4 separate regions of the Sus scrofa genome follow, and all the other regions are linked to region 3. Evidence: chromatin contacts called from public Hi-C, HiChIP or PLAC-seq and promoter capture Hi-C data. All regions are on one chromosome and are shown on one strand. The core of a region is the stretch at or near the end of the contact, and the rest is flanking DNA. Distances in the headings are between cores, read along the strand shown. Region 1 holds the start of PAK2 (serine/threonine-protein kinase PAK 2). Region 2 holds the start of TCTEX1D2 (tctex1 domain-containing protein 2). Region 3 holds the start of WDR53 (WD repeat-containing protein 53). Region 4 holds the start of UBXN7 (UBX domain-containing protein 7).

What was found. Promoter capture Hi-C pulls out the DNA fragments that hold promoters and counts their contacts. Hi-C and Micro-C count contacts between places; a contact is called where the count stands out from the background. HiChIP or PLAC-seq counts read pairs in DNA pulled down with a chosen protein or histone mark.
Region 1: an H3K27ac HiChIP or PLAC-seq map of alveolar macrophages shows a contact between it and region 3. The contact joins the promoter of PAK2 here to the promoter of WDR53 in region 3. A contact is called at or near these places in 2 of 5 promoter capture datasets (fetal liver and liver), 1 of 47 Hi-C or Micro-C datasets (liver) and 2 of 2 datasets of contacts at active chromatin or transcription factors (alveolar macrophages and skeletal muscle).
Region 2: a promoter capture Hi-C map of liver shows a contact between it and region 3, with 4 times the contacts expected there. The contact joins the promoter of TCTEX1D2 here to the promoter of WDR53 in region 3. A contact is called at or near these places in 1 of 5 promoter capture datasets (liver) and 1 of 2 datasets of contacts at active chromatin or transcription factors (alveolar macrophages).
Region 4: a contact with region 3 is called in a Hi-C map of skeletal muscle, with 2.6 times the contacts expected there. The contact joins the promoter of UBXN7 here to the promoter of WDR53 in region 3. A contact is called at or near these places in 1 of 5 promoter capture datasets (liver), 5 of 47 Hi-C or Micro-C datasets (heart right ventricle, liver and skeletal muscle) and 1 of 2 datasets of contacts at active chromatin or transcription factors (alveolar macrophages).

The regions. Positions count from the first base shown.
Region 1 is chr13:133,381,230-133,387,655 of Sscrofa11.1, forward strand. It overlaps PAK2 (serine/threonine-protein kinase PAK 2), which reads right to left and starts at 2,277. Exons shown (of 16, transcript XR_002337855.1): 1 at 1,935-2,277.
Region 2 is chr13:133,771,843-133,778,174 of Sscrofa11.1, forward strand. TCTEX1D2 (tctex1 domain-containing protein 2) reads left to right here and starts at 2,706. Exons shown (of 5, transcript XM_021070165.1): 1 at 2,706-3,025; 2 at 5,854-5,987. The coding sequence starts at 2,901.
Region 3 is chr13:133,559,033-133,565,999 of Sscrofa11.1, forward strand. It overlaps WDR53 (WD repeat-containing protein 53), which reads left to right and starts at 1,800. Exons shown (of 3, transcript XM_021070146.1): 1 at 1,800-1,998; 2 at 6,449-6,944. The coding sequence starts at 6,465. It overlaps FBXO45 (F-box/SPRY domain-containing protein 1), which reads right to left and starts at 1,655. Exons shown (of 3, transcript XM_021070155.1): 1 at 1,217-1,655. The coding sequence starts at 1,531.
Region 4 is chr13:133,685,778-133,692,746 of Sscrofa11.1, forward strand. UBXN7 (UBX domain-containing protein 7) reads left to right here and starts at 4,006. Exons shown (of 11, transcript XM_021070161.1): 1 at 4,006-4,161. The coding sequence starts at 4,089. It also overlaps the pseudogene LOC100620593.

The DNA.
Region 1 (6,426 bases), core at 1,027-3,526, 180 kb before region 3:
GAGAAAACCAAAGAAACCCCTATTCATTTGTTTTGTGGACAGACTCCTACCACAAACTTACTTTATGAATTTGGGTTTCCCAGGTTAGTACTTAATGTCACAAAGCCCCAAAGAATAACCCTCTCTTTGAATAATGGTAAAGTAAACTAGGAATCAAGGCCCCAACCTAAGGGGAGAACACCCAGAACTCTTCCCAAGTAAAAGTATCTGCTTACAGAAAGAACTGGCAGAGAGGCTGACTTCAATGGACCTTGTTTCACACGCCAGCACTTCCATACCTTAACCCCTTAGGCCAACAAGGCACGTCACTGAAGTAAGGACAACAGACACCACCAATTTGACAATAGTGAAGCTTAGGACTAAGTCGTTTAGGTAACAATAAACTAGTGAAAACACAAAATTCACTGAATTTAGGTCAACCTCCTTCACCAAAACCTGAAAGTGGGGTTTAATACCTCCATATATTACAGGTCAGAAACATCTTAAGGTGCATTTTTCATAACGTAAGTCAGTGTTTTGGGCTAATTAATAACCAGAAAGATTTTAAAGCTAAGGATGAAAGGAGTTGCCTTAAATCAATACCCTTAGCAGAAGAACATGAACAAAGCTTTTCATTCACATGCATATTTTTTAAATACACATATATAAAACATGTAGAAGTTATTATAAGTGTGTTTTATAAATGCCGCAGAGCTTCTGGCAAAGTTGACAAGTTCTAACCTGCTTTAAAAATTACTATTCACTGCCTTCATCACAATCTAACTTTATTTAATGTTATTCTTTTGAGTAACCCTACAAAAACAAACCCCCAGAGCAAATTCTTCTACATTTCAATATCCTGCCTACTTACAAGAGCGGAAGAGTCAAACAGAGGAGGGGAAAAAACGTGACGTGCACAACCTTGATCCAAAACACTGCTCGTCGTAGTCTAATTTTAGGCCTAACCATTTTGATTGTCTTTTAACAGAGCTTTAAAAAGAAAACAAAAAACTATAGATCACTTGTAAGACAAAACTGTGATAATTATACCAATGGGAGTTGGCATTATTCATCAAGGAGGAAAGAAATCACGCTCTCACTGTCCAGAGTGTTTCCATTAAAGATAAGAGACAAGGACGGGTACAACCCCACGACAACTGACAACAATGGCAATTGCTTTCCAATCTTCAGTTCTTGGATGACTCTATCTTTAAAGAATTAGTCAAAAAGTTGAGTCCGCTGAGGAATTTTCGGTACCGTTTTGCATGTGTGTGTTATTTTAAAGAAAGCCAAACATGGTGAAAGCTAACCTTCACCTAAGTTACCTAAGGAAGCAAATATTCATCTCCTGGCTGAAGATCAAAGAATCACGAGAAGATACGAAAGCTCAGTTATCAAGCGGAGGCCCTCAAACCCTCGGAAAACTATAGTTTCTACTGATCCGGAATATGGAAGATATCACAGATTACAGTTTAGAAACCAGTAAGGGGACTACAGACAATATGCCTAAGCAATGAAACTGGGATGACCAAAGGTAGCAAGGTGGGGCTGGAACTCGGTAAGAGACAAAAAATCGAGTTAAAAACCCCGAAACGGTGAGTCGAACACTAAAGTAAATGGAGAAAAAGAGAAGGCTGAAACGCGAGGGAAGGGAGATCGACAGAGAGCAGAGATTGGCGCGACACGGTTCAGGGCAGGGCCGGGTCCAGGAAGAGTCAGAACTCACCAGCCTAGCAAGCTTCCCATTTCAGGCTAAAACCGGAGAAGAAAACAGCCCGAGGGCGCAGACAATGAGCCACCGCCCCAAGAGTTGCCGCTCCAGGCACGCAGGTGGCGGCTTCCCGGCCCCGCGCGGGGCAGGTCAGCTGCCCCGGGCCGCTCGCGCCGGCCAGGCCGCGGAGAAGGAAGGAGGAAGGAGAGCGACGGCCCGCGTCCCGGCCTGTCTGCACACTTACCCCAGGCGAGGAAAGGTCCCCGCCCCAGCGAGGAGCCTCCGGCCGAGCTCCTGGCGGGATCAGGAGCCGCCCCGAGCAAGAGAGCGACGCGGGGCGGGGAGGGGAGGGAAGGGGAAGCGGGGCGGGAAGTGGAGCCGCGCTGGAGCGCCGCGGCTTCTACTGCTAGGCCGGGCGGCCGCCGAGCCCCGCGGGCGCCGGGAGGGGAGGGCAGGGAGCCTTCGGCAATGGCGACGGCCCAGGCCAGAGGGGAAGCGGAACAACCGCTGCCGCTGCGCGTGGCCACAACCCTGGGGGAGGGCGACGGCGGGGAGCGGGCAGGGGCGGGGCCGAAGGCGGGAGCTCCACCGGGCGGAGACAGGCACCGCCTCCCAGTGGGCAGGCAAACGCGGAGGCTGCTGGGAGTTGTAGTTTAGAGATGTGTGCCTCTTATCTCTCTTCTTTTCCTCCCTCCCTCCATCTCTAGTATTCTTTTTATTGACAGAGACAGCCAGTGCCTCGTGTAATTCAGCATTGTCTCCACTCAGGTCTGTGCCAACCAAAGACGCTGAAAGACAACTGTTATTATATGAACCTGCTCTAAGACATTTGTTTCTGGGAATTCATCCGTTACCCATTTTGCCCTTTACCTACAACTCTTATTAATGTATTTTGGTGCTAAATTAAGTCGCGCCTCCTTGCAAATTAATGCCTCTGTTTTATTCATGGAGGAGGAGGAGTTCATCAATGTGTTCACTAATTCTACAAATATTTTGGTGTCTAATTTGTACCAGACACTGCTGGGTATCAGGAATACAAGGGTGAACACAAGTCACTTTGTGTAACTTACAAATATGAAAACACAATAATTAAAATAGTGATACCTGGTATGAAGAAAAAACTAGGATGATTTCTTTGGATAAGTTGGCCAGAGAAGGCATCTTTAAGGAGGTGACATTTAAGCTGAGAACAGAAAGAGACAGCCATGAGAAACTCCCAGGAGAAAGCATTACAAGCAGAAGGAGGTGGGGGGGGACTTTCTAAGGTCAGTTAAGAGGGTCTGTGTAACTGGAGTTAGTGCAAGAAGAGTAGCGCAGTGTGAAAAAACACCTGAGGAGACAAGATTCAGGTCAGAGAGGATCCTGAATGACATGGTAAGAAGGCTGGATTTTATTCCAACAAGCTATTAAAGAGCTGTAAGCAGGGAAGGAAGGTTTCCTGGTTTATACTTTAAGGTCACTAGATTGCTACATGGAGAATGGACTCTGGGTTTTCAAGAATAGAAGGGAATGAAGAAAGGAGGCAGTAATCATGACTGTCATAAGAGATAGCAGTGAAAATGGAGAATGGGTATGTTCTTTTGATAGATGTGAAGCAAAAAACTCAACTGATGTGGAAAGTACGAGAGAAAAGATTCAAGGAGCAATATGGCACACTATTAGATAACTTGAAAAACAGCCCCCACTATTAAAAACACATTGCTGGATAAAAGAGAACATCCTTTCAAAGGCATAACTAAGCTTTTAAGAAAGAGAAGTACCTCTGACAGATTTCCAAACTCCCACTCAACCCAAAGGGAGAGCAAGAAATTGGAGGGGTAAGCATGTCAGTGAAGCCAAAGTTGTGTTGAAAGAAACTACTTATCTCAAATCTCCATGGTTTTACTGACTGCACAAGAGACAAGAGACCAAAGACAAGGCCTTGGCCCTGTTCAAGGAGTTGGGACTGCAATCCTGCACAAGGCTGGAAAACTCAAAGGGCTATATGCTCCAAGAATAGACTGGAAGGGAGTTCCCGTCGTGGCTCAGTGGTTGGCGAATCCGACTAGGAACCATGAGGTTGTGGGATCAATCCGTGGCCTTATTCAGTTGGTTAAGGATCTGGCGTTGCTGTGAGCTGTGGTGTAGGTTGCAGACGCGGCTCGGATCCCGTGTTGCTGTGGCTGTGGCATAGGCCAGCGGCTACAGCTCCAATTTGACCCCTAGCTGAGAACCTCCATATGCCGAGGGAACAGCCCTAGAAAAGTCAAAAAGACAATAAATAAAAATAAATAAATAAATAAGAATAGACTGGAAAAAAAAAAAAATCCCCTGTACCAGTCCAGGGAGACATGCAGATATCTGTGTGTTTTAGTCTGGACTTGGCATCAAAGGGAAAAAAAAAATTACCCTTTGGAATTCAAATTTGAAAGGTCAAATTTACAGTACCTACACTGTCTGGGAAACCTCAAGTCAAGAAAGTGTCCCAGGCTGGTAATGCTGAGAGGTCTGGAAGAAACAAATACAAATTCTCACTGCACAGGCTCATTCTTAATCCAGAACTGAAAGGATTCCCAGAGATAAACAGGCTATCAAGAGTTAGACATAAGGAGTTTCTGCTGTGGCACAGTGAGTTAAAGATCCACCATTGCTACAGCTATGGCATAGGTCACAACTGTGGCTCAGATTTGATCCCTGGCCCAGGAACTTCCGTAATCCATGGGTGTGGCCAAAAAAGAAAAAAAGAAAAAGTTAAACATGAACATCCAAAAAATAATGACAACACATCTGAGAAAATCAGCCATGAGTGAATCAAAAGAAACCATAAACAGAATAATGACACCCATGAACTTTAGATAGTTTATATTCCATAACCTATAATTCCAATGTTTCTTAAAATGATTAAGCAAAGTAAGACAGGAATAAGAAACAAGACATTTTCTTTTTTTTTTCTTTTTATTTATTTTTTTACAAGACACTTTTTTTTAGGGCTAAACCCACGGCATATGGAGGTTCCCAGGCTAGGAGTCAAATCGGAGCTGCAGCTGCTGGCCTACACCACAGCCACAGCAACACCAGATCTGAGCCACATCTGTGACATACACCACAGATCACAGCAACGCTGGATTTAACCCCCTGAGCGAGGCCAGGGATCAAACCTGTGTCCTCATGGATACTAGTCAGATTTGCTTCCGCTGAGCCACAGCAGGAACTCTGAAAGCAAGACACTATTTTTTTAAATGACAAAAGAGCTTTGAAAAGGAGCCAAGCAGAACTTCGAGAAATAAAGAATATAATAACTGAAACCAAGGTCAATGTTTGGGTTAAGTGGCAGATTACATACAGTTGAAGAGAGAATTAGTAAAATGGAAGCTAGATCTAAAGAAATTATTGATAGCAGCCCAGAGACAAAGGAAATATGAAAGAAAGATTGAGAGGTGGGTTAGATTGTGAAGGTATTCCATCATTCCTAATGAGAAACCCAAGTAAGAGAGAAAAGGAAAATCAAAAGAGGTAGTTTATGGTGAGATAATGGCAGAGAATTTTCCAGAATTAATTTAAGGCAAGAACCTTCAGATTCAAAAGGCAAAGTGAATCTCAACCAGGATAAGTGAAGGAAATCTTTTCAAATACAACAAAGTGAAACTGCAGGATACCAAAGATAAAGAAACAAGAAAGAAAAGACATCTCTTACCAGGAAACAACTATTAAATTTAGCATAGATTTCTCAACTGCAACAATGGGTACCATCTGACAATGGAAAAATATTTTTAAACTATCAAGAGAAAATAAACTTAGAACTATATACCTCACTAAACTATCAGTCATAGAAGTGAGGGTGAAATAAAGATATCATCAAACAAAAGCAGAGATGTTACTAACCACAGGGAGTTACTGAAGGGGCATCTATAAAAGATATACTTCAGGAAGACGGTAATCCCAGAAGTAATGTCTGAGGGGCAAGAAATCAGAGAGATGGCTAAACCTACCATCCTATCACTGACTAGGACAATCCTGAAGAGCATACTTACTCTACATTATTTCATTCTCTCAACTTACCCAAATCCTATATTCAATTACCTGCCAGTAGTATGTTTTATAAGTTTGGGGGAGGTCACAGAGAGGTCACCTCACCATAAATTCTTTGATTCCATATCATAGCAATTAGCATCAATCATCAAAATATAAATGAGTGTCATGAAATGAATAGACTATCTGACTAGAATAATCCTTGAATTCATTATATTCTGAAATAATTAGAGCAGAAATATACATTCCCAGTTCCCAAGCCATACATGTACTATCCTCTATTAGATGTAGCTAAATAATCTAAGTTTCTGGTAAATGACTGAGATACACACACACACAACAAAGTCTGCCCCCACCACCACCCTTAGTTGAAGGAGCATATGTCTCTGTTATTTTCATCCAAAGAACATTACATGATACTTTGAGAAAAATAAACCATAAAAGTTGAAAAAAATACTGGAACACAATGACCAGGAAAGAACAGTACCCATTTTTTCTTGGCTATAAACAAAAAGAGACCACACACAGAATTCCAAAACTGATTTTTAAAAACTAAAGTGCTTATTCATTTTTTTTCTTTTTTGGTCATGGTATATGGAGTTTCCAGGCCAGGGATCAGATCTGAGCTGCAATTGCAACCTAAGCCACAGCTTCGGTAATGCCAGATCCTCAACCAACTGTGCCTGGCTGGGTATCGAACCTGCATCTCAGTGCTTCCAAGAAATCGC
Region 2 (6,332 bases), core at 1,456-3,955, 210 kb after region 3:
ACATCTAGAGAACTGAAATAAATTATATTACAAACAATAAGAGAGTTCCATATAATGTCTGGGTACAAAATAAAAATTTGGAATCAAAATCTTCATATAAATAAACAAGAAGCAGTTAACAGATAAGGAGATGGGAAAGTCTCATTTACATTAGAAACCAAAAATCAAAATAACCTAGTTACAAACATAAAAAAATCATAAAATACTTATTGAAGAAACATTTAAAATATTACTGAAAGACAAAAAATAAACTTGAACAAATATAAAGGCATACCATTAACTTTGATAGGAAGACAATGTCATAAAATGTGAATGCTCTCAAGCTAATCTATAAATTTAACATGCTGAATAAAATCACCATTCAGATTTGGTGGAAGAGGATATGGAATTAGATAAGCTGGTTCTAAAGTTCACTTGAAAAATGAACAAAATAGGACAGCCAAGAAATTTCTGAAGAAGGTGGCAATGAGGTGGGACTAACTCTACTAGATATTAAATATGAACATAAAACTATAATAATTAAAACATTGTGGTACATTAAATGGACAGACAAATTTATGGGTCAGCCTAGGGAGCCCAGAGATAGAACTAAATATTTGTGAGAATTCAGAATATGCTAAGAGATGTGAGGAAAAAAAAGAAATGGATGAAATACCAGATCTCTCTCTCCATGGGAGCACAGAGGAAAAGGCCATGTGAGGTCACAGCCAGAAGGTAGCCATCTGCAGACCAATGAGAGAGGCCTCAGTAGAAACCAAAGTTGTTGACACCTTGATCTTGAATTTCCAGCCTCCAGTAAATAAATTTCTGTTGTTTAAACCACCCAGTCTGTGGTACTTTGTTATGGCAGCCCAAGCTGACTAATCCACCAGTGTGCAGTGCAGTTCAATAGGCAGTATATGCTGAATACCCACTGTGTACTTGGCACTGCCATGCATGCTGTGAATTCAAAAATGACTGAGACATGGTGCTTGCCCTTGGACCCTGCCCTGTCCTTGAAGATCTCATGGCCATTTAGGGAAAAACATCTACCAATAATTTGATTGTCATATGATAAGGGTATAAGGAGTGCTTGGAGGGACAAGGCACCACTAAGGAGAGGATCTGTGAGAGATGAAGGAAGGCTTCAGATGTATCTGAACTGATTCTTGAAATGGTTAGCCTAGCAGAGAAGGAAGGAAAGGCTGAGGGAAAAGAATACTCAAAAACATGGAGGGGACATTATACAACTATAAATGTAATAAATTCATTGAGTAATGAAAAAAAGAAAAAGAGCATGGAGGGAAGACACAGGATGGTGTGGGTGGAGGAGTACTGTGATGCCACAGCTCCTTAGATGTGGAACTGAGAACGCAGAGGACCTCCTTCTCTCCCACTTAGGGAGCTTTGGTCAAGAGGGATATTGGGAGAATTTCTTTTCTTAGTTTTTGAGGCTAGCAGGATCACACAGCTTTCTTTTTCTTTTTTTTTTTTTTCCCCACACAGCTTTCTAAAACAGAACCAGGGACTGGTGCTCACAAGCAGGAAATGCATCTTAAGTCTGCTCCTTTCTGACTTTTGCCCTGTATCAGGAGTGTACATGAGGCTGGGAGAACTACAGGTTGGCAGTTATGGATTAGAGCAGGACACTGCGAACTTTTTCTGTAAAGGGACAGATGATGTTTTAGACTTTGAAGGCCACATGGTCTCTTTTTACAACTGCTTGATTCTGCCAGTATAGCACAAAAACTCCACAATATATAAGTGAGCACGGTTGTGTTACAATAAGACTTTATGGAGACTGAAATTGAAGTTTCCTGTAATTTTCACTTATCATGAAATATTATTCTTTTGATTTTTTCCCAACCATTTAAACATATAAAACCTGTTCACAAGTTGCACAAAACAGGGTGAAGGCTGGATTTGGCCTGTGGGCCGGAGTTTGAAGACTTTTGATGAGGGTCAGGTCTCTATGTTACCTAAAGAAACTTGGGTCCCCTTGCTCAAAGCTCAGCAAAGCTAATCTAGTGATGCTGGGTTGTGGAGTAGAAACGCACAGTGTTATTTTAGTGCTTAAAAGACGCAAATTTTCCAACGGCTTTTAAGACGACATTAAGGGTGAGGGTCACAGGGCTCATGAACAGGTCGTCGACATTCTTCTGATTAGTTAGTGATGTGACAACAGAAGGAAGTTTCAGGAACCTCAATCGTCGAGAATCTCGGGCTCCAACTAGTCCGTGGTCTATGCGTTTGCGGTCATAAATTGTCATCTAGCGGGGTCTTGCGTGTCTGTAGAAACAACTTTAGAAAGTGCATCCGAATCCCTCAAGGAGAAAATAGGAATCCTGTATCTCTTTATAATTTCTTGCTTGACTGCTTTTTCTCCATGCCTGCTTTTCCATTTTTCTAATCATTAACTGTTGGGATCATTTCTTTGGGACTCAGTGAGACACAGGAGACTAAAGTTTTTTCACAAGAAATGCGAAACAGAGGATCTGTCACTGGAACCCCTCACAGGGTCCAGCTTACTTCACCTGCCGCTTACTAGTTGTGTAATCTCGAACCTCCTAGGGCCTCAGATTCTCTGTCACTTCCTAAGATTGCAGCGCGGTTAGTAAGAGCTGCCGTCTGCTGAAGTGCTTTGTAAAACCGAGAGAGACAAACCACTCTTTTCCGAAGTTAAGGTCACTCAACATGATCAGTTCCGGTCCAGCACCTGGTGCGCAGGCGCGGGGCGGAGGCTGGCGAGAGCCCGCTGAGAAGGGCGGGCCACACAGCGCCGAGCGCGGGGCCGCGTCACGTCAGGGCCAAAGGCGGCCTTGTCGCCCTGGCGACGGTGCCCTGGCGACGGTTTCCCAGCTCCGTACGGCCACCCGCTAAGCCCTCTTCGCGAGAAAGACGGAGGCGAAGAAGATTAAGCCATGTCGGTCTCCCAGTCCTTTTCTGTGGGCGCGTCCTTCTCTGCGGTCGATGGGCTGCCTGAGACTGAAAAGACCGCCGGGGAGTCGGAGAACACCTACATTCTGCGGCCCATTTTCCAGCAAAGGCGGGTAGCGAACGGGATGTTGCGGGGGCGACCCCTGAGACGTCTGCCTCCAACAGGCAGAGCTCGCCTGGTAGCCTGGGCCTTGGGAAGGGGGTGGGGCGGGGGCGGGGCGGGACTGGAGGGGGGCGGGGCTAGAGACGGAGCTTGGGGACAGGGAGAGAGGGGCGCTGTTCTCCTTGAGCTTCTAGCTACAGGGGGCAGCAGAGGATCAGACCTGCAGGTGCAGTGTTAGAGCGCCGGGACCGCCTTAGACTAGTGCGGTGGGTGTTGACTCTGGGAGATTCAGAAAGTGGGCACAAAGGAATCGAGATGGATGGAATAAAGAGAGGGGCAGAAAACAACATTCGGCCATGTTTTGAGGGTTGCTGTGTGCACACATATGCCAGAATGCGCTAACTTCTTTGCAGGGCAGGGGACCTGTCTTAGATAGTATCTAGAGGCCTTTGGCCTGCTACCCCAATACCTTCCCAGAATTAAGGCACAAAGTCTTGTGCAGAGGACAGTTAGTTAGGGCTCTAGGATCCGTCACTAACTTCATTTCCACAGATAAAAATGTAAATTAATAAAAAAAAAAGATTTTCCCAAGCCCCTCCTCTGTTATTTGAAACTACTTCCTGAGTCAAATGCCTGGCAAATACTGCAAGCCAAGAACTTTGGTTACAATGTGGTAAATGTAATAGCAGTTTTCTGGAGAGCAGAAGGGACATTTAAAAAAATGTTCAATTATCTTGGTAAAAGAGTCTAAATGCATAGAATGCCATTCACCTGTGTTTCTGTTGTAAAACAGAACGAGATTAACAACAAATATGTATTATGTAGGAATAGTCCTGTAAGATTATGTGTGACTTGTTTGAAGAAAACTTTTAACATTTTACTGAGAGTGGAAAAGGCTTAAGGGAAGAGCCAGATATAGGATGTTTGTTAATAGGAAGATCATATTTTGAACAGATCAAACCTAGAAATTTGTCCATGATTCTAAAGTTCACCTGTAAGAATGAGCTGGCAAGAGACTGAAGAGAATACTGTTAGAAAGTAATAAGGGGCCACTAGTACTACCAAATACTAAACCACATTATAAGCTCAACATTTAAAACATTTTGGTTGGAGTTCCCATTGTGGCTCAGTGGTTAACGAATCCGACTAGGAACCATAAGGTTGCGGGTTCAATCCCTGGCCTCGCTCAGTGGGTTAAGGATCCGGCATTGCCGTAAGCTGTGGTGTAGGTTGCAGATGCGGCTTGGATCCCGTGTTGCTGTGCCTCTGGCATAGGCCGGCGGGTACAGCTCCAATTCGACCCCTAGCCTGGGAAACTCCATATGCCACAGGAGCGGCCCAAGAAATGGCAAAACGACAAAAAAAAAAAAAAAAAAAAAAAAAAAAAATTCTGGTAATGATAGGCAAATCAACTGATAGGATATAAAATAACCCAGAAAAGATACATGGTGTTGTAATATGTAATAAATACAACTGAAATGCTAATACTATTGTTAGGGTGGTAAAATTAGGGGAGACTTTTTTTTTTCTCTGAATTCGTGTATTCAGTAGTTCATTTCTTCAAAAAAATTATTGTCCACTGTGTGCTGGGTGCTATTCTAGGAATGGGGATATAACAGTAAACCAGACAGATAAAAAGCCTTGCCTTGAGCTAGCTTGTGTTCTAGCTGGGTAGGACAATGAACAAGAATACGTAAGTGAACTGTATAGTATAGTAATAACTTCCAGAAAGGGAGATATAAAGTGATGTGGTAGGAGGGTGGAAGTTTTAGAGAGAGTGGCTAGGGAAAGTGCTCCCCCCCAACTTTTTCTTTTTTTTGGCTGGGTCCCTCACATGTGGAAGTTCCTGGGCCTGGGATCAAACCCACGCCACAGCTGCAACCAGAGCCATAGTGGTGGCAATGCTGGATCCTCAACTTGCTGAGCCACAAGGGAACTCCTGGGAAAGTGACTTTTGAATAAAGACTTTAAAGAAATGACGGAACTAGCTATGCATATAAAGAGCAGGATTGAACTTCAAGCAGAGGTTAACAGCAAGTGCAGAACAAAGAACATAGGGAAGGCCAGTGTAGCCTAAGTGGGGAGAAAGAGGGGCAAAGTAGTAGAAAACAAGGTCAGAGGGTTTGGTAGGATAGATCACATGGGACTTTGCAAATCACGGAATGTTGCTTTTACTTGAGTGAGGTGGGAAATATTTGGGGTATTTTGAACAGAGGAGTGTTATGATCTGACACATATTTTGATAGCACCAGTCTAGTTGCTGTACTGAAAATAGGATCTAGGAGCAAAGGCAGACACAGAGACTTGTTAGGAGGCCATCGTAATCCAGGCAGGAAGTAAAGGTGACTTGGAGGAAGGTGGAGGTAGTGGGGTGGTGAGAATGGTTGAATTTTAGATTACTTTGAGGGTGGAACTGCTAAGATTTGCTTATCAATGGGATGTGAGCTGTGTGAGAGAGAAAGGCAACCAAGCTGACACCAAGGTTTTTGGCTTGAACTGCAAGAATGGCGTTACCGCTGATTGAAATGAGGACCTAGAGAGGAGATGATCAGAAGCTCAGCACTGGATGTATTAAATCTGAGCTGCCTACTAGACATCTAGATGGGAATATGGGTGGGAATGTGAGCTCTGAAGTTCAGGGGAGCGGTCCAGACTGGAGAGACAAGTGTCGAATATGATTTGTTTTCTTGTTTTTATTTTATAATAAAAATATGAAAAAGAGGATTAAATGATTGTAATGACAAAAAAAAAAAAAAAAAACTTGGGGAAGTTGAGCTGTGAGGGTGTTAGGGTTTTGGAGTCACCAATGAGATGTTGCCAACTCTTTTCTTTAGGTTCAGACCCTCTGTGGTTAAAGACTGTATTCATGCTGTGCTCAAGGAGGAACTGGCAAATGCTGAATACTCTCCAGAAGAAATGCCTCAGCTCACAAAACGTTTATCAGAAAATATTAAAGATAAACTAAAAGGTAATAGTGGTGATAATTGGAAATGACTTGCTTCCATTAAACATCCAATTTTACCCCTTTGTCTCCTTTATTTTCGAACAAGGGACATAAACTGTGGATTCTGTTAAACACGAATTTTTCTTCAGTGTCTAGTCTGTTCAATTATTTGGTAACTTTTACTCCTGTCTGTTTTCGTAGATGGTGGGAACGAGTAAAAGCCATTGTACCAAATTGCTATTCAAGAAATCCTTATATTCGGAAAGACCAGAGAGTACAGGGGCTCCTTTGCCGCATACTTTTTGATGGTTTACCTGCCAATAAGTCAAGTCCTCAGCCTCATAGTCTGACCTGAGTCCATCTCTCCCA
Region 3 (6,967 bases), core at 550-3,049:
GGACAGAACTGTAATCTTCTGCACTCTACCATACGAATTATAACCAGTATCCACTGAGCATCTATCACGTATAAATACTGTCCTCATAAATAAACATGTTACTTCACTTACTAGAAAAGCAACTGACAGGTGACATATTTAACAGAAATATTTCTTATTAAGCTAAATCCTGTTTTATTACAGAAGAATAAATTTTACATCCATCTGACATGGAAAAAAACAATTTACTCCTTACTCTGGCCCCGCTGGCAGTCTAGCATTAAAAGGGGATGTCATCCCTTCTTAGTTGTTAATGTTATTTTTATGTTTACCACATTCTAGACTTTATCCTCTCTCACATATGCTTTTGGTGACTATTACTCTGTACAGCTGTTTCCATTCAACTGAACCCAAGTTTAAGGCCTTTCGTTCATATTGCTTGAAGAATCCTCTCAGTGCTACCATGGTCTGCTATCTGACATGTTTATTTGCAAATGAAGGCAAGACAACAAACAAGAATCTGGCAGGGAAAAAAAGGCAGCATATATGGAAGCAGTATGTTAGATGACAAACAGAACTTAAGAGACACTCTATCAAGGTGGAACTATAAAAAAGTTGGCAAGGAAGTAGCCAATAATAGTAGGACATGGCAGTATTATGACGGTTAAGTACAGCTGATGGGAGGATGTTCTATTAGTCTTGATCTTGAAAGTTAGCAGAATGCCGTGGGTCATACTCATTTATAAGCCTGTAAAAAAGTGGAGGGAATTGGAATACTCGGGCGAAAATAAAGAAAAGGTTATAAGTCAGAGCTTGGAAAAGGTGAGGTGAAAGCAAAGATCTCAGAAACCAAGCCAAGGTTAAGGCAGCTGAGGTAATCTAATAAAGGGCAGAGAGAAAAATAGGATGAGAGTATTGAAAGCTACAACAATGGGGTGATCTGTTTTTAAGGGGAAAGACTGTGGAAAGTAGAATGAGTGACGGAAAGCAGGGCTGGGAAACCATCTGGTCCTTTAAAAAGTGTATCACGGAAGTGAGGTGGGTTAAGGAGCAGAACTTCAATCCAAAGAGAAGAGGATCTTTATGGCAGGGGGAGGTGAGGTAAGATATTGACTGGAGCGGTGGAAAGGCGGGATGGTGAAGCGAGGCTTTTGACTCAGAAGCTTAGCTGAGAAGCTCTGAGAGTGGCGCGGAGGAGCGGGACTGGGGGCAGCGGCGTGGCGTGGGGCTCCCTCACCTTGGCCTTGTAGCTGGGCAGGTTGCAGAGAATGTCCGTGCGCAGAGCCTCCTCTGCCAGGCTGCGGGCACACAGGCTCCGCCACACCTCGCTGTTCTCATCGCCGTGCAGGCAGCGGTACCAGTGCTTGCACACCAGGGCGCAGCTCCGCAGCTCGGACAGCTCCAGGTAGGAGAACACCAACTCCAGCACCCGGCTGGGCAGCCGGCCCCCGGCCCCCGGGGCCCCGGAGCCCGAGCCTGCGCCCGCGCCGCCGCCGCCGCTACAGCCAGCGCCGCCCGAGGCTGCCCCAGCTCCCGGGCCCGGCGCCGCCATCGCCTCACCAGCTGGCCCGAGGGCCGCCGCCGCCGCCGCTGCTTACCCCCGTCCCTGCTCCGGAGGCCAAGCCTCGCCTTGAGACCGGAGCAGCTCGTTCACCGCCCCTTTCACAGCCTACCGCCCGGCCCCTCCACCACTCCCGCCCCTGCCCAGGGGCGTCCGCCGCGCGCCCCGCCTCACTGAGGGCAGACGCACCGGCCGCACTTGCGTCCCCCGCCCCTCCCTAGCGGCTCAGCGCGGGCGCCGGAACAGCCAGACTCGCCCGGCCTCCCCGCGACGCGCCGGTGGCTCCGCCATGCGGGTTGAGGGCAAGAAGCAAGGGCGCACGCCCAGCTTGCGCGCGATTCCTCTCGGCCCCGGATGTGACTGTTTGGCTGAGGCGCCCCCCGCCCGACGCTGGATGGGATTGGGCGCCCACCGGTGAGGTCATCATCAGGCGCCTAGGAGGGAAGCGGGAAGCTCAGGTATGAGGCTGGCGCTGGTGGGTTCAAGGCTATGTTCCAGTGCCTTTTCATCATTTTGGTCTAGTGGTGTCGCGTCGGCTTTCCTGGATCCCTTTTCCTGTAAGGTTCCCCCGAGTCAGTTGGGTCCCTGCCTTACTGGCCAACCTAACGCACGAAACTTCCCTCTCCTTATTAGCCATTCCCTATGGGTCCGCCACCTTAGGTTTGAGTTGGATCTTCTTTACCTTTGGCAGCTGAGGTCGTGTTTTCCTGGTCAAGCTATCTTGTTCTCTCTTGGTATTAGTACCAGTGATTATCACAACATGTGTCCTAGCGTATATACGGAAAATGAGGTCGCCACCTTTGAACGCCCCTCCCCCCGCCCCGCCAATGTTCGGATAACCTTAAAGTGCCGTTTAAGTGCTACATTCTTTTGGATAAAATGTGACTTTTTCCATTCTTTCCTACTAACCCACTGATTAGTAGGTGAATTAAGGCAGTGTGTTTTTAATTAAACATTCCATAGGGCGAATGACATGGAGGCTGTAATTCTAGAAGGCTTCTTGGGAGGGAAAGTATTTCAGCATTGTTTGGTCATACTACGTTTTCCTAAGTGACCAGAACGTTTTCTGACAGCCTTTAAAGGATGCTTGACAAGAGAAAATAATAATCATGCACTCTACTGGGGCCCTTTACCGGGGAGTTCCTAATAAACTCTCAAAAAAAACTCTGAGATAATTGTTATAATAATAGGGTTCACAGAGTCCCTTAGTAGACAGTTACACTGTCTTACATTTATGTAGTAAGGAATCTTTCCAAAAAACAACTCCCCCGCTGTTTGTAATCCATTTCTTGTTCTCCAATAAAAACAGTAGCACCTATCATCTCCACTCTCTGATAGGTGGTATTTGATTATTACTTGCCAGTTCCTTCCTCCCAGATGCTTCCCCCCAAGCTTAGTAATCTAGATTCTTTTTATTCTTACTAGGGCCAGTGCCACAGCCCTTCAGTCTTTTCGGGTGCTGTCTAGCATCCTCACATCAAGACTAACTTTGGAAAACTCAAACATGTGAAGAAAAGTTGACATATTTATTACTGTGATAGTGACTGTCTTTCATATTATTTAAATAGTAGTGTAATCTCAGGCTAGGGAGTTTTATTTATTCATTTTTCAGCTGTCAACTATCGGGCATCCAAAGAAGGCGGTCCAAGTTTTGTCTGGAAAGGCACCAAAGTTTCTTTTACTTCTTCAGAGATGAGTAAAGTCAGTTCCTCTGAGAAGGGGACAATGAACAGAGGGAATGAACAGCTTTAAAGGTACAGACACTTGAAAAAGACAAGTGGATGCTTGGAAGTAGGACAGGATGGAGTAGAGAGGATTCAGTTATTAAATGACCATGACCCCTCTCCCATGTCTGTACCCTTCTTCTGCTCTCTGGCTGTTTAGAGCTTTCATCTTTGCACTCCACTCTTCCTACAAATGTTCTTAAAGCACCCCAACTTCCCACCCACCCACCCGCCCCCACTCCATGATCTCATTAGGTGTTGGAAGGAAGGAATCTATTATCTAATTAAACTAATTCACATTGGGGTGAATTATTAATTACCATGCTTGACTCTTTAGGTATCACCTATGAGAAGAGAAGCTTGTTGATCTGACATACCTGAATGTGGGGATAGTGGCACTTAGCTATTTCCAGGTAGGCTTTCCAGTCCCAATAAAAGAAAAACAAGAAACAGTGGCTTGCCAACTCCTTTCTGAAAGATTGTTTTGATTTAACCCATATTTAGTTATTTTTTCCCCTCTGTCTTCTACCATAGCAGTCTGATTGTTTAACACTTTCTGATGGTGGTCTTTGAATGTATTTCAAATATTACAGTTGATTTTAATGTTGTAGACTAAATATAAGTGATTTGGGGCACTCTGGTTGAATTCTTGATCAATGGCAAAAGCCTCAAGAAGTTCCCACTGTGGCACAGTGGGTTAAGAATCTGACTGTGGTGGCTCAGAATCGCTTCAAAAGTGCAGTCTGTTAAAAGAATCTAGCATCGTTGTGTACATGTGAATATGTGGGTTTCTGGGGCTTTCCCAACCCTTTCCTAACATTCCTTCTAATAGGTGTCTGTTTTTATTTTTCTGACTAGCTAGGTGATCAGTGAATATTATCCGTGTGATGTAGAGATTAGAACTTTATTTTTTCACTCTGGTGCATAGACGTTAAGGAGAAGCTCACCTTGAACTTGTGAGACTGACAATCCAGAGTTACTACTGCTTCCATTATAGGAAAATTTACAGGAGCTGTGTTGTGTTGTCTATAAAAGTCTCTTTAAGTACAAAATTCATTTCTTGCCCACCTTCTCACACTTTTTTTTTTTGTCTTTTGTCTTTTTTGTTGTTGTTGTTGGTATTTCTTGGGCCGCTCCCGCGGCATATGGAGGTTCCCAGGCTAGGGGTCTAATTGAAGCTGTAGCCACCGGCCTACGCCAGAGCCACAGCAACGCGGGATCCGAGCCGCGTCTGCAACCTACACCACAGCTCACGGCAACGCCGGATCGTTAACCCACTGAGCAAGGGCAGGGACCGAACCCGCAACCTCATGGTTCCTAGTCGGATTCGTTAACCACTGTGCCACGACGGGAACTCCAGACTTTTGAGTGGAGTTTAACCAAATGTATCTTTGAAATTGAGTTAATCTTTTCTGGAAAGGAAAGAGAGAAGGAAGAAAACCTGCTAAAACTTTTGTCTGCCAGTCCACATTTATGGAGGTTCCCTGTGGGCAGTCCTGTGATAGAGAAATTGAAGTACTAGAAACCCTGCCTTATTCTTAGTGAAAATCTAATAGCCCAACAGGGATCCAAAACCTATATGGACACAAAATCTGAAAGCTGTAGAGGGCAGATTTTAAATTGGGCTGTGTTCTTTTTCCTTGACTTATCTGGAACATTTGGCAAACTTTTTGTTATAATAGAATATTATTCACGATTTCAGTATTTGTCAGCAAAAATTAAACCACCAGAGTTCCCTGTCTTTATCTCCCTCTGAGTCATTTCCTCTCCAAACCTCTCCTTTAAAACTTATTTGCTTCATTCTCTGTTAGTTTCTTCTGCTTACTAATTGAGTGCTTCCGCTGGAGTTCAAGAATGTATCTTTTTGTCTTTTTCTCTGTTTTGCTGTCTGTATGAAAATTACAACATCTGATTTTGTGATCATGTTTCTGTTACTTTGATTACTATTAGATTAGTGTTTTTTTTTGTTGTTTTTTTTTTTGCATTCTAGTAGGTGATTTTGTTTGTGTATGTGGCTAAAAGTGAGAGAAAATTAACTTTGTGTTAGGAGTAGAAACTTGAGGCAGGTTGCCAGATTATTTTAAATTATTTTTCAAATCAATATTCGGATAATTTATCTTTGTAAAGTGAACTAAATTCAGGTATTATATCTGACAATAATAAGGCAACTATGGCAGTTTCTGACTAGATAAATTCTTTGTCTTGTGAAATAAAAACTGGATTTGATCCCTGGCCTCACTCTGTGGGTCAAGGATCCAGCGTTGCCATGAGCTGTGGTGTAGGTTGAAGACGTGGCTCAAATCTGGCGTTGCTGTGGCTGTGCTATAGGCCGACAGCTATAGCTCCTATTAGACTGCTAGCCTGGGAACTTACATACACCCTAGGTGTGGTCTTAAAAAGAAAAAACACATTGCTGGGGGCCAACCCCAGAGTTTCTGACTTAGTGAGTCTTGAGTGGGATCCAACAATTTATATTTCTAACAAGTTCCTAGGTGATGCTAATGCTGCTGGTCTAGAGACCATACCTTAAGGACTCTTGGTGTAGTATATATGATGCCACTTTGCCCAGCCTAATAAAAATAAGAAAAGTGATTATGGTAATGTTTGTTGAGCCCTCACTGTTAGATGTACTTGACATTTATTATGTCATTTAATCTTTATGATCCTATGAAATGGATGTTATTATTATTTATTGCCCCCACTTTATAGAGAAGGAAAATGAATCATAGATTCAGTAACTTGCCCAAAGTTGCCCAACTAATAGGTGGTATAGACCTCTTCAAGCCCAGAGAGTCTAGTTCTGGGGCTCATTCTCCAAAAACATTATTCAGGTAAAAGACAATCACCTGGTGATTGTGCAGCCCTTTCTTGAAAGGGGTTTTCTTAATTTAAAATAAGTATATTTAGTGTTTATTCTTTTGTGAGTCTCTCTTCAAAGGCTGGAGGACCGGGCTTACCTGGGTCCCTGATTGCAAGGAAAGCCCACGTAGGCATGTGCCAGCCAGGTGTACCACCATCCTGTGTTCAGTTAGGCTTTGTAGGTTTGATCTTCAAATGCCTTTTTTTATTGATTTGAGTTTTTCAGGTGTTTCTTAATATTTAAATGAAATATTGCTTGTCGAATTTGTCTCCTATGAAGTTCTTATATAAAACATGAGATTATAGTTCTCCCCCCTCTTCACAGAGTTTTCTGGGCCATTATGGCAGTCAAGTGGACTGGTGGACATTCTTCTCCTATTCTCTGCCTGAATGCAAGTCAAGAAGGGCTAGTGGCTTCAGGAGCAGAGGGTGGAGATCTCACGGTTTGGGGTGAAGATGGGACTCCATTAGGACACACATGCTTCCAAGGAGCTGATGATGTTACCAGTGTCTTATTCTCTCCCTCCTGCCCCACCAAGCTCTATGCCTCACATGGAGAAACCATTAGCATCCTGGATGTCAGGTCTCTCAAAGGATCCCTGGACCATTTTCATGTGAATGAAGAAGAAATCAATTGTCTTTCATTGAATGAAACTGAAAACCTGCTGGCTTCTGCTGATGACTCTGGAACAATCAAAATCCTAGACTTGGAAAATAAGAAAGTTAGCAGATCACTGAAGAGACATTCCAACATCTGTTCCTCTGTAGCTTTTCGGCCTCAAAGACCTCAGAGCCTGGTGTCCTGTGGGCTGGATATGCAGGTGATGTTTTGCAGAGAGTACTT
Region 4 (6,969 bases), core at 2,756-5,255, 130 kb after region 3:
CCAGGGGTCAAATCGAAGTTACAGCTGCCAGCCTACACCACAGCCACAGCAACTCGGGATCCAAGCTGCATCTGTGATCTACACCACAGCTCACAACAACACTAGATCCTTAATCCACTGAACGAGGCCAGGGATCAAACCCCCAACCTCATGGTTCCTAGTCAGATTCATTTCCACTGCGCCAAGACGGGAACTCCAAAACCATGTATTTTAATTATCTTTTTACTTATTTATTGGCATTGCTTGCAGCACGTGGAAGTTTCTGGGCCAGAGAGCGAATGCACCACACTACCACAGTGACAAAGTATAGTCCATTTACCTAAGATTAAAGGGATTTGAACTGCAGGCTCTATTCCACCGTATGACCTTGAATAACTCCTTCAAACTCCCTGAACCTCAGAAGAGTAGTGATAAAATATAAGTGGTGAATCATATTATCTCAATATCCCCTCTCTCACTTACTCTGTTCTTCCCTTATATTATGGTAACATGTTACTAATTTGAGATGGAGGTCTTAAAACTAGACCTAAACATAAAAACAAAATCCTAGTGTAATTTGGTGAAATAATTCAAACAGTAACTGATATTTATTTATTTATTTTTGTAACTGATATTTAGCTTGGGGATATTTGCTCTTCGCCCCCTAAAACTTTAATATTTGGAGTTCCCTGATAGCCTAGTGGTTAAGGATTCAACTCTGTAACTGTTGTGGCTTGCGTTCAATCCCTGGTCTAGGAACTTCCACACGCCTTGGGGCACAGCCAAAAAAAAGGGGGGGGGATTTTTAAAATAAAATAAAACTTTAATTTTCCATTCTTTAATGTATAATACTTTCTGCAGTTTAATTTCCTTCCTGAGGATACTCCATATTTTTTAAAAAACATGTTTTCCAAGATTTGAGGGATATATTTAGACATATTTTCTTGTGATTCTAAAGATCTTTCATATTCTTCAATAATCCAAAAAAGCTTTTCAAGGTTCTGTTATTAATTTCCTGACTTCTTTTCTTTTAGCTTATTTTAAAATTTCTACAAAATATTTTCTAGAGTTGTGAATGCCACTACCTTTACCACTTTTTCACAAGATTAATGTAGAAATCAGATCACTATATTTTGAACCCTAAGACCTTGGAAATAAACCTAAGGATCTCATTGTTAGCCTTTCCAGTTAATGGAAGTGCAGGAAAAACTGCATCTAGTTTTTTAGTGAGTGGTGCTAGACCATCTTGGTACCCAATTCTGAATGGTTGGCTAGAGTGACACAGACTTTAGGATTAAGGCTTTTAGGAAGGAAGAGGTCACACTGTTTCTTGCTCTGGTTTTCTCCTTTTTTTTTTTTTTCCTCCCACCTCTGATTCAGTGTGAACCAGTTTCCCAAATCCAGGACTGTTCATAGCCTTTCTCAGTCCACCCAGAGAATAGCAGCAACTTGGCAGGTTGGTTGACTAACTGAAAATACTCTTAATTAGGAGTTGCTTTCTTATACGCCAATGCTAAAATCTTATGGTTACCTTGATTTGACTTTTTTTGTTGTTGCTGTCTTTAGGGGTGTACCTGAAAGTTCCCTGGCTGGGGGTTGAATCAGAGCTGCAGCTGCCAGCCTTTGCCAGAGCCATAGCAACACCAGATTCCAGCCACAACTGAGACCTACACCACAGCTCACAGCAATGCTGGATCCTTAATCCACTGAACAAGGCCAGGGACTGAACCCAAGTCCTCGTGGATACTAGTCAGGTTTGTTACTGCTGTGCCACTATGGGAACTCCCAAGTTGTTTGTTTGTTTTTCATTTTAAGTTTTCTTTTTTATTCAAACGAACTGTTTTCAAGATTAATGGTTATTAGCAAATCTTGATGCAAGATAGAAACATGATACTTTAAATTACTTTTCAACTTCCTACAAACCATTTTAAAGTAAAAAAAACCTCTTTGGTACTAAGGGTTCTGATGTTCAAATTCTAAAAGCAATCCTTCATCTCAACCAAACTTGGTATTCCACCCTTTAAAATTTTTAAATGATATTTACATAATAAATATAATTTTAATCACTAAGCTCCTCCTCATCACTGAAGTACATGCTTTTCTTTATCCTTGGACGTCTTGAATCATCTGACGTTGAGGGACACCCCCCCACCCCCCCGAACTGGGTTTCTGCCTTTTTTTTCTTTTTTTGGCCTTCTTCAGTTTTGGCTTGCTGGAAAGCTATGGCCTAGCTGAGGCTGTCCAGAGTGGGATCTTCCCCTTCATCATCACTTTCTTCTGCTTCTTCAGTTTCTTCTTCTGGTTCAGGAATTTTCTGTCTTTTTCTTTTTCTTCTTTGCAGGTTCACGTTCTCCAAGTATATTTTTAGGAAGGCATAACTTAAGTGTTCACTTTCCCCACATTCATAACACTTGGATTTATCAAAGAAGTTTTGTCTTTGGATGAACTCAGCTGCTCTTCCACTGTCAATAGCAATGCTTGCTTTTATTACTCTACCAAATAATTGTTTTGTTGTTTATCGCCCTGGTACAATTTTGTGCAGAGTCTTTATCCAAAAATAAAATAAATGCAACCCCTTTACTCTTCCCGGTATCTTTACCTTTCATTATAGTAACCTTTACAACTTTGTCATACCTGGAAGATATCCAATATAAGTCATTGTTTGTCAGGGAAAAGGGCAAGTTGGATATATACACTGTGCTTTTACTTGGGGCTAATTCACCACTTATTTCTTCAGGTGGGGTGGACCGGGAGACCCAAAAAGAGTGAGCCCTGGGCTCTCGTGGGGCTCAAGCCTGTTCCTCACCCCTTGCAGCTGCCTTGGCATCACCTTGGCATCATGGGTCCTGGGAGGGGTCAGGTACTGGAGATAAGAAAGTAGCAGCAGCAGTCCAACTTGGTTATTATTATTATTATTATTTTGCTTTGTAGGGCCGCACCTACAGCATATGGAGGTTCCCAGGCTAGGGGTGGAATTAGAGTTACAGCTGCTGGCCTACAGCACAGACACAGCAACACAGGATCTGAGCAGCAACCTCGTGGTTCCTAGTTGGATTCGTTTCCACTGTGCCACAAAGGGAACTCCAACGACTTGGTTATTTTTTAAAAATTCACCCCAAAAACGCATTTACAGACTCTTAGAAGGGTCAATTCTCCAGATGACTTGTTCCACCTTTTATTGGGCTATTTCTCTATGTAGAGGCAATAAATGTGCATGGGAGGCTAGAATTGAAATTGAGTTTCTTTAACTTTATTCTTTTAAGCCACACTGGTGGCCTAAGGAAAATCCTGCCCGACAGGAGCCACAGCAGTGACAACACCAGATCCTTAACCCACTGTGCCACCAGGGAACTCCTCTTTAACTTTATTCTTAAGGTGGAGGATGACCAGATGCGAATATACTTTTTTTTTTTTTTTTTTTTTTTTTTTTTTTTAGGGGATACGGCATATGGAAGTTCCCAGGCTAGGGGTCTAATTGCAGCTACAGCTGCCGGCTTACACCACAGCAACGCCAGATCCGAGCCGAGTCTGTGACCTACAGTACAGCTCTAGGCAACGCTGGATCCTTAACCCACTGAGCAAGGCCATGGATCGAACCCTCAACCTCATGGTTCCTATTTGGATTCGTTTCCGCTGAGCCACGAGGGAACTCCGGATCTGTACTTTGATGGGAGTTGCAGGAAACCTAACAGAGGGCTATGGAGTTGCAAAAAAACAAAAATAAACTTTCATCCTCAGGTCTATCAATAAAGCTTGTGAAACTGAAACGTGAAGAGCCTATTACCTACCAAGCCCGAAGCTTACTTAGGAAACCCGTAACGGATATCGTGTCTATCAGACTGGCCTTGGAGCTTTAAGAGGAAGGCACCAGAAGTTGTAAAGAAGGATGCGGCGGCAGGCAGCAATCGAACAGCCAACCCGGAGAGCGGACAGCGCTCCGGGACCCATCTGGAAGTGCGCCTGCGCTGACTGTCCAGGGAGGGGGGCGGGGCGTGAGGGGCGGAGCTTGGGGGCGGTCAATGAGTCTGCGCAAACCGTGCGGCGAGGTGGGGGAGGGCGTTCCGTGTGTGTCTGTGTTGTTGTTCGGCGGCAGCGGCGGCGGCGGTAAGATGGCTGCCCACGGGGGCTCCGCGGCGTCGTCGGCGCTGAAGGGGTTAATTCAGCAGTTTACCGCCATCACCGGTAAGAGACGCGGTTACCGGAAGGTGGAGAGTGGGGCCTGGTGCGGGCGGCCGGTCTGACCCGGTCTTCCCTTTACCTTCAAGCATTCCTCCCTAGGGCTTTACCCTCAGCTCCCGTCCTCCCTCCTGAGGAAGAGGCGACGACGGCGTCGGGTCTCTGGGTTCAGGCGGGAGACCGCCTCCCCTCCCCCGCGCACCCCATGCGCTGGTTCTCGGTGTTCTCGCAGCGTAGAGGGAGACTTCCCCACCCCCTTTCAGCCCAGACCCAAGGCATGGGCCGGGCCCATCCGCCCCCGCTGGCCCGAGGACCTGGGGGCGGGAGAGGTGGGGGGCCGCACCCGGGCCACCGCCCTCCTCCTTCATCATCTCCTCTTCTCTGTGCAGCCCTGGGGTGCAGCACATGCCCTTACCTCCTTTTTCCTTTCTTCCCCAGCCAGGTCATTCTCCCCCAGTCCCTGGCCTGCCCTTCCCCTTTCTGGGCCCCTCGAAGCCATCGCTGTGGCCGTGGCTTGTTCGGGCCCTCCCGCCTTAACGGCGAGGCTGGTGCGTTAGCAGCGCCTTTACTGATCTCGGAGGATAGGCCGCCAGAAAGGGGTGGGGGGTTGCTGAGGAGTACCCTCCAGACTGAGGTTTGAAGAGAGGAATTGAGGGGGACCCCCCCCCCACCTGAATAGGAAAGGCCTGGAGGAACCCTTGGTGGCGTTTCCCACCTCCCCATAATAAAATCATAAAGACTAAGACGATGGCGCCGGAGCCTCCAGTTGATAAAATAGGAATGACGGCGGAAACTTCTTTGAGAGAAAATCAGTTTCTGGATGTCAGTGTCCCCCAAACCCCTGGTTTTTCTTTTCCTTTGGACCCCCGCGAAGGCACACGCAGATCCTCTTACTGCCTGGAGGAAAGGCCCCAAGCCATTCTGTGAATTCTCTGTGTCTTCTCTCTGATGGTGCTGAACTTTTTTTGCATGAGTTATTAGAGGGCGGAGCAAATGATGAAGTTCTCTGTGGAGTGATTTGAGAAAAGAGTACTCCATGTGCCTGAGTGTAATTTTGCCGTTCAAGCTTGTCATTTTAGGAGGTCAGTGTTAGTTCCCTCTCTTTAGCAGACCTATACTTTTTCTGGTAGTTTGTTAGATGCGGAGAACATTTTTTACTTTTCATGTATCTAGAGTTTGACGTGCAAAAATTGGTTAAATGAAATTTTATATTTTAACCATTGCTGGTTTGCGAGTTGCCATTTTATAAAGCTAGTTTTATTTTTTACTTGGTAACGGTAACTAGATATTTGATGCATTATTTAGCTCTTGGGCATGAAACATCATGTCAAAGTTGATAAAATTTGTGATAAAATTTGTAATAAAATTGGGATGAGGAATAAAATGGTAACTTCTAAAATATTTAAAAATTGTGATTGGACTGTTATATTAGAAATATAATGCATTGCCCAGTGTGTAAGCAGGTCATTATTATTGTGAAAATTAGGAAATTATTGTGTATATATGTTATTACTATATATATTTATAAAGCAGATATAGAAGTGATTATTATCTTTTTTTAGATTTTCTAGAGGTAGTTTAAGATGCTGCATATTAAAAATTTTTTTGTAATGCTAACATTAGGAACTCAGATTGTTTCAGCCTGTTATTTCTTAAATGAAACATTTTTGGTAGGTATAGACAAAACCTAAAATGTGGCAAGATGAAGTGACTCACTGAATTGCTTTAAATGTTTGTCTCTGCCAGTCTTCATGGCTTGTTTTCTGGTCCCAGACCCTTCTATACCTGAATCAAGTTGGAGTCCCTCAGTAGACAGTGGTATCTGGAAGTCTACAAAAGGGAAAACACTTTAGATTGTTCTTAATATGGATTTTCTTTCCTTCTTTCCTCACACTCTCCCTCCTTCCTTTCATCTTTGTTTCACCACCCCAGTGGCATGCACATGTTCCTGGGCCAGGGTTCGAATCTGTGCCACAGTGTTGCTGCAGTGACTACCCTGAATCCTTAACCTCTTGTACCACAAGGGAACTCCAATATGGATTTTAAATAATAATTTTTTTAAACAATAGTAATTAACTCTTGGAAACACGTGATTGATTCCTTCAGTTCTTTTCACATATCTTAAAAAAATTTGGAGGGATCTGTGCACATGAATTTTATTTTTTATTTATTTATTTTTTTCTTTGAACTACTGCAACCTGTGGCCTATGAGGTTCCTGGACCAACTGGTCCAGTTGGAGCTGTAGCTGCAGGCCTGTACCACAGCCATAGCAATGCTGGATCTGAGCCACATCTGTGACCTGTGCTGCAGCTTGTGGCAACACTGGATCCTTAGCCCACTGAGTGACGCCAGGGATTGAACCCACATCCTCACAGACACTATGTCAGATTCTTAACCCTCTGAGCCACAACAGGATCTCCACATATTTACATTAAATTGTAGTATTTATGACAAAAAGGTATTTGGTATTTATTCATTGCTAGATGAATGAAACTGACTTTTAAGAGTTTCAGAAAGGTTTTGCTTACTTGGAAGCTCAATATTCTGTTAAGAGCAATGCATTTTCAAAAATGTAAGTCTTATCTTTTCTGTGACATTTAGAAGTAGAAGAGAAAATGAAAGAATTTTCTCACTAAATAGAACAACTCTCTCTGAGTATATATGAGTATGAAGTAATGACTGGCTTTAAAAATATTAAAAAGATAACAACATGAAATAATTTTTTTAAATTAAAAATTAAAAAAAATTTTTTTTTCTGTGCCTGAAGCATGAGGAAGTTCGCAGGCCAGGGACTGAACCCTCACCATAGAAGT